Linked DNA regions of Mus musculus: region 1 is linked to region 2. The links are chromatin contacts, called in public HiChIP or PLAC-seq maps. All regions are on one chromosome and are shown on one strand. The core of a region is the stretch at or near the end of the contact, and the rest is flanking DNA. Distances in the headings are between cores, read along the strand shown. Region 1 has its middle 23 kb from the start of Rps6ka1. Region 2 overlaps Arid1a (AT rich interactive domain 1A (SWI-like)).

What was found. HiChIP or PLAC-seq counts read pairs in DNA pulled down with a chosen protein or histone mark.
Region 1: an H3K4me3 HiChIP or PLAC-seq map of bone marrow-derived macrophages shows a contact between it and region 2, with 5 times the contacts expected there. The contact joins two enhancer-like sites. A contact is called at or near these places in 4 of 115 datasets of contacts at active chromatin or transcription factors (bone marrow-derived macrophages, effector CD8 T cells, embryonic stem cells and 1 more).

The regions. Positions count from the first base shown.
Region 1 is chr4:133,908,998-133,912,331 of GRCm38.p6, reverse strand. No RefSeq gene overlaps it. Among named protein-coding and RNA genes, the nearest start is that of Rps6ka1, 23 kb to the right of the region's middle. Within about 2 kb of position 1,256, at least 347 of the 459 cell types and tissues checked have an H3K27ac peak or open chromatin away from gene starts, as enhancers often do. A contact at or near this core is called in bone marrow-derived macrophages, effector CD8 T cells and microglia, where this site is marked.
Region 2 is chr4:133,705,287-133,708,458 of GRCm38.p6, reverse strand. The region is part of intron 4 of Arid1a (AT rich interactive domain 1A (SWI-like)); the gene reads left to right. Among named protein-coding and RNA genes, the nearest start is that of Mir7227, 10 kb to the left of the region's middle. Within about 2 kb of position 1,343, at least 203 of the 459 cell types and tissues checked have an H3K27ac peak or open chromatin away from gene starts, as enhancers often do. A contact at or near this core is called in bone marrow-derived macrophages, effector CD8 T cells and microglia, where this site is marked.

The sequences.
Region 1 (3,334 bases), core at 7-2,506, 200 kb before region 2:
TTAAAAGCCAACAAAGGCCACACCTCCCTATAAGCCTATTTCTTTCAAACCACCACAAATCCCAATAGAAAGCAATGTGTGTCTGCTAAGAACAACCTGATCCTGCACGTGGCAGTTCTGGAAAACTCCACCCGTGGAAATTCGTGGAAGTCCCCTGGGTAGCAGGAAACAGGATGATGCTATTGTTTATTAAAAGAAAGAACTGGATATAAGCTGGAATGCAGGTCAGTTGATAGTGTTATCTAGCATGCATGAAGCCCTGGGTTTGATCCCTTGCACTGACTCAAACTGGGCATGGTGGCACACACCGTGCAAAACACTTGGGTGGAGGAATAGAAACAGAATAATCAGAAGTTGAAGATCAGCTATGCCTGCAAGGCCAACCTGGGCTAAATAGGAGCTTGTCTGCAACAACAACAACTACAACGAACTTAGCCTACCATTGTATTTGACTTTGCTGTACCAAGGACTGAAAACAGAGTTTCACACACACTGGGTAAGTGCTCTACCACTGAGCTACATCCGCAGTATAACTTTGGACAAGTTATTTCTCTGAATCTAAACTTCCTTCTTACATAAGAGTGTCTACTCCTTAATTTGGTAAGGAACGCAGTTACCATGTATACAAAGGTACTCTGTAAGAACCCAGCTTAATCAGCCTCATTAAATTTTATCAACTTAATTTTTTTGTTCCATTTATTTTTATCGGGATTGGAGATGCAGCTACATGCAAATGAGGGTCAGACAACAATTTTCTGGAGTCTTATTTTTCTCCTTCTACATCTGCATGGACTCTGGGGATCAAACTCAGGGCCTAAGATTTGCACAGCAAACGCTTTATTCACTGATCCATCTCGCTGGTCCAAATATTACCCACTTTCAGGAACTGGGAATAAGAATACTTTTATTATCACTGATCTTTGATTTCACTAGGTAAGCAGGCTTTTAGGAAAGGTTGCTTTGTTGTTCAAGGCCTTGCTGCTTTAGGGAGGGATCAATTCTCATCTATTTAGATTACTGACTGAGGACACAGCAAGGAGGCTGGGTAACCGTACTCCAGTGCTCTCTCTGTCCAGAGTAAGATTCACAGTAGCTAGAGGAAATCACTGGTCAGCCGTCGCCATGACAACATCAGACCGTCCTCCGGTCCATCAACGGAAGGGGGCGGTGTCTGGAGAGTAGATCGCCTAGGTGGCCACGCGTGCCTGGGTCGCATGCAGCCCAGAGGAGTCCTCGGGTGCCAGGCAGGCACTGCTTCCTCTGTCCGCACGGGGGCGACGCAGAGCTGAGCTCCGCGCGTGCGTGGGAGCCAGTGACCGCACTGGGTCCTCTGGGCCCGAAACTGGAAGCTCCCACAGGCTCCCCTCCAAGCGTCTGATCTGACGTCGTCCACGACACACGACAGCCTCTCCCAGGACCGCCCAGCTCATGTACGGCTCTGACCCGACCATCACAGCCCTCACCGAGGCCGACACCAGACCCAAGCTTCCCAGGGACCAGCTTTGGCTATCGCCAGTCCCAGGAGGCCCAGGGAGCACGCGCACGCACGTGTGTGGGCGGGGCTTCAGGTTGGAACGCCCCCTCAGGGGCGGGGTCATAATCTGGGGAGCGCGCGGGGTGATGGGAGCAGTAGCCACGCGGAAGCCAAGCGAGCACGGGGCTGATTTACAGGGCACCACGTGGCTTGGTGGGTTTGGGTGCTCGATGCTGGCCCTAGGGTATCTCGGAAATGGGCTCCAGTCGTGCCATGTGTCGGAACGCGGCTTGGGGGAGGACATACAGGACAGTCCTGGGGCCCAGTCTGGGACTAGATCTAGGTCCTTGGTTTATAGAGTTAGTCGGAGGTCCTTGGTGTGTCATCCACGCTTTAACATTCCAGCCATTGCCCAGGCTTGTCACTTGGCGGCACCCTCCCGCCACTCACAGCAGGATATGCCCTTCTCAGAACCCAGCCAAACAGAGAGGCTCATGAGCGCTTCATCTTCAGTTTCAACAAGATTAGGTTGCCAGGCATGGTGGCTCATGCCTGTCATTCCTGGGGCGGGAAGGTCTTGGAGCCCAGCCCTGGCTACATAGTGAGTTCCTGGCTTTTTGAATACAAAGTGAGACCCTGTGTTAAAGAACTAAAACAAACAAAACCGAACAAGCATCCAAAACCTAAAACAAGCAAGCTAGACAGATAGAGGTGAGTTCTCCCGAGTCCGTTTGTGACTCCAGCAGTTTCCCTTACAGGGAGGGCTGGGGGACAGCCTCAGCAACTTAACACTGAATGCTATTGTTAACTGAAGTGCACCAGGGATAGGAGGGAGATGCATTTTCTTTCTGTTTTCTGGGGTTCAGCATAGACTGGACGTACCAATAAACCCTGCCTGCTCGCTCGTTCTCTCTCTCTCTCTCTCTCTCTCTCTCTCTCTCTCTCTCTCTCTCTCTCTCTCTCTCTCTCTCCCTCCCTCCCTTCCTCCCCCCCCCTTTTAATATGAGGCCCTGGCACAGCGAAAGTTAAAACATTTAAAATGTAATTCTAATTCATAAATCTTTTTAAAAATTAACCTTACAAAAACCAATTTAAGCCGGCCATAGTGACACAGGACTTTAATCTCAGGACTTGGGAGGCAGAGGCAAGCAGATCTCTGAGGTTGAAGCCAGCCTGGTCTACAGAGCACTCAGAGAAATCATGCCTTAAAAAAAAAAAAAGTGAGGCTATGCCAGTGCCTGGCAAATACAGAAGTGGATGCTCACAGTCATCTATAGGATGGAACACAGGGCCCCCAATGGAGGAGCTAGAGAAAGTACCCAAGGAGCTGAAGGGGTCTGCAACCCTATAGGTAGAACAACAATATGAACTAACCAGTACCCCCAGAGCTCGTGTCTCTAGCTGCATATGTAGCAGAAGATGGCCTAGTTGGCCACCATTGGGAAGAGAGGCCCCTTGGTCTTGCAAACTTTATATGCCCCAGTACAGGGGAACGCCAGGGCCAAGAAGTGGGAGTGGGTGGGTAGGGGAGCAGGGCCGGGGGTGGGGGTATAGGGACTTTTAGGATAGCATTTGAAATGTAAATGAAGAAAATATCTAATAAAAAATTTGAAAAAAAAAGAGAGAGAACTTTCAGGTTTTGTTTTGTTTTGAGACGGGATTTCTCACTGTGTAGACCAGGCTAGCCTTGAACTCAGATTCGCCTGCCTCTTTCTCCGAGCATTAGGATTAAAGACATGAACTGCCTTGTAGAACTAAAAGTCCTCATCCTTTTACTTTTTTTTTTCACACACAGTATTTTTGTGTTTACCGGCTTGAGAGATCCTACATATATAAATAAGAAGAGGTCACATGCCTATG
Region 2 (3,172 bases), core at 94-2,593:
TTTGCATTTTTGTGTATTTTATGTATGAGTGCTCTGTTTACATGTATGCCTGCATGCCAAAACAGGCCATCAGATTCCATTGTAGACGGTGGTGGACTGCCGTGTGGTTGCTGGGAATTGCACTCAGGCCCTCTGGAAGAGCAGTCAGTGTTCTTGAGCCACCTCTCCAGCCCCATAAGTTTGTTTTCAGAGGTGAGATTGGGCATTGGGGTCACGGATTGCTGTGTTCTTTAATGGAGAAGGCTATTTTTCTTCCTGTTCCTCAGTTGCCAGTAGTTCTTTGTCTTGGGTTACCCTTCCATGCCTGTTGGTGTTATCCTTGTCTGGTCTTATTTAGGCAGTCATGTCTAATAAGTTAGAAGCCCTGACTAGAAATACCAGGCTGGGAGCTTTAAAGCGAGATACCAATACTCGCTGCTTGTGAGATTACATCACCTGTTTTGTGGATACTTTTGAGACCCTGGCTCCTCAGGCTTCAGCCCCTAGCATTCCTCTGCCGTCTTAAACTCCCTCATAATTCCTAGGTCGGTCCCCCCAAGCCCCCAACCCCACACGTTATATTTCTTTTGCTTAAGACACATTCATTTCTCTGTCTATCTCTGTTGCTTTGTTAAATAACTGACAGTGGTCTGGAACTCTGTGACCTGGCTATCCTGAACACCCACCTGCCTGCTCAGTTTATAGGAATGTGGCTATGTGGTTAGCTTTGTTTTTAATGACCAAGCAGGTTTCTGTTGTGGCTTCAAGCCTAAGCTGAAAGGTCTTGGTAGGGACTTCATTCTCTCTCACTTTTGGTGTTGGCATAACACCATGCTTGGTATGTCTGCTTGAGTCCCTCACATTCTCTGCTTACATGTGTATTCACTAAAATAAAAGCATGAAATGACTCCTGCATTGACCTCAGCCAACTTTTGTGCTCTTTTTGGAGGAGGAACACATGGTGGGAATGCTTAGGACTGGGGCAACTTGAGGGGTTTGAACGATGCTGCTTTCATTTCCTTTTGTTCTTTTCACAGTAAAGGAGCCATCAGTCCTTGTCTAGGATTTGCTGGTTTATTTTCTAAGGGTGACAAATACTGGTAGCATTTTGGTAAACAAAGGGATTTTAAAAAGTCTGGCCACACTTAGAATTGAACCAGAGTGTTCTGTGTCCTGGCTCCCCATCAATCTGCCGTGTCTGTGAGACTGCTCTGAGCAGAGTGTACCATGTCCGTGTAGCATCATTTCCAGAACACTTGCGCTCTGGCAGAGCCGGCTGGTCCACTTCTCCGTTCCAGTCACACTGCTCTAGCTCCGACACTGCCGGTGCCTTCCGGAGCCTGTGCTGCACATAGCTGCATGCTTGTCCCTGGGCCCATTTCCTGTTTCTATTCTAGTCTCTGGTGGCTCAGCTACACTTCCTGCCTGTGTGTGTGTCTCACAGATTCTTCTTTCTGGACCCTCTTGTTTTCTTTAGAATAACCTCAGCCTGAGAAACAGCTGAACTTTAATATGATGGCTCCTGAGTTGGTCATACCTAAGAGGACTGATGAGAAGTGACCCCTTTCCCCAGTGAAGCTCACCACATGATGACTGTGACTTGTTTTTCAGTTTGTCCCCAGCCTGCTAGAGGAAACTATAGACCAGAAATTTGGAAAGGAATAAATGGAGCCCTCTTCCCCTCACCGTTAGGCATGCTGGGCTGTTAGGACCTCTGTTGCTTGTTCTTCTGCAGCCGTTGCTTACACACAAGTTTCCTGCCTCGGAGGAAGACAAGTAGTGTACTCCTAGTGCAAACCTCCCTAAAGTACAGAGTTAAAATGAAGGTTAGGCAGGTAGAGCATGCTGTCTTCTGAATAGCCTGTAGAGCACACAGGGATGGAAAGCACTCCTGCTTACGTGAACAGTTCAAGTCTTTTTGTTTCTGAGACATTATCTCTATGTAGCCTTGGCTGACCAGGAACTCCTTATGTAGAAAGGTTGGCCTGAAATTCAAATAGATCCATCCAGCTGCCTTGGCCTGGTACTGCTAATATTGTGGGGACTAAAGGCCTGTACCACCACACTAGTCCAGGTCTTATGCACCTCCCCATACACATACACAAACTCCTCACATATACATAACAACACCCCACATTAGAAATGGAGAGAGTGTGTAGGGAGGTGGTAAAAAGGGAAGAAATGAAGGAGGCCATCTAGACAGACATATTTAAAGGACTTCCCTCCTCCTCCCAAGTAAAACATTTGTTTAGGAGTGTATGCTTTGTGATTTAGTCTGTATTTCCTACATAGCTACTCGGCTGGGTCACCTGATGCTACTGAAGCCGATTGTTGAGGGATGAACCCTGTGTCTGGGTCTGGCTGTAGAGAAAGAAGAGTTGAGTAATGATTGATGACTTTGAGTTCCTTAGGAAAGGTTGAAGGGTGAGACCCACTTGTACACAGAAACAGTCAGTGTGACCCAGAAGTGCTATCAGACTGGCCCTGGGGTCCTGTCTCCCTCCAGATCTATGACCCAGAAATCATTTAGGTAGAATCAGAAAGCAGCAGTGGCAGCCAGGCAAAATGACACACACCTTCAATGCCAGGGCTTGGGAGGCAGGCAGGTCTCCGATTTGAGATTATTAGCCTGTTCCTCAGAGTGAGTTCCAGGACAGCCAGGGCTATTCAGAGAAAGCCTGTCTCAAAATCAACAACAATAACAACATAAAGCAGCAGTTGCTACCACCAGAACTAGTTAAGTAGAGCCTGGAACCAAAATGCTCCTGCAGAAACAGACAGAGGAAACAGAAACATGAGCTAGGAACTTGAACTGTGTGTGGAGCTTATCTGCAGTGATTTTTTTTTTTTTGAAGACGTAGTTTTAGCTTTATAACAAACAGTTGTGGGGCATCTCCCCTCCCATTTCCCACCCCGCGCCCTCCCCCCCACACACACAAAAGGGGGCGTTGGGGAGAAAGAGAAAATCCAGAAAGAAATGGGGGATGAGCGGGTGAGGGTCATGGCATTTCCTCTGGAAGGATCAAATCTTTCCAGCCAGAGTCTTAGCAAATCCCTGAGTCGGCCTGTGGGGTGAATCTGTTGCCTTGTGTTGACTTACATACACTCATTTCTTCCTTTTATAATGTTCAGTAGAAAATGCCAGCCAAACCCAGAACTCCAACCCCCAAGTACGTAATCACCAAGTTATCTC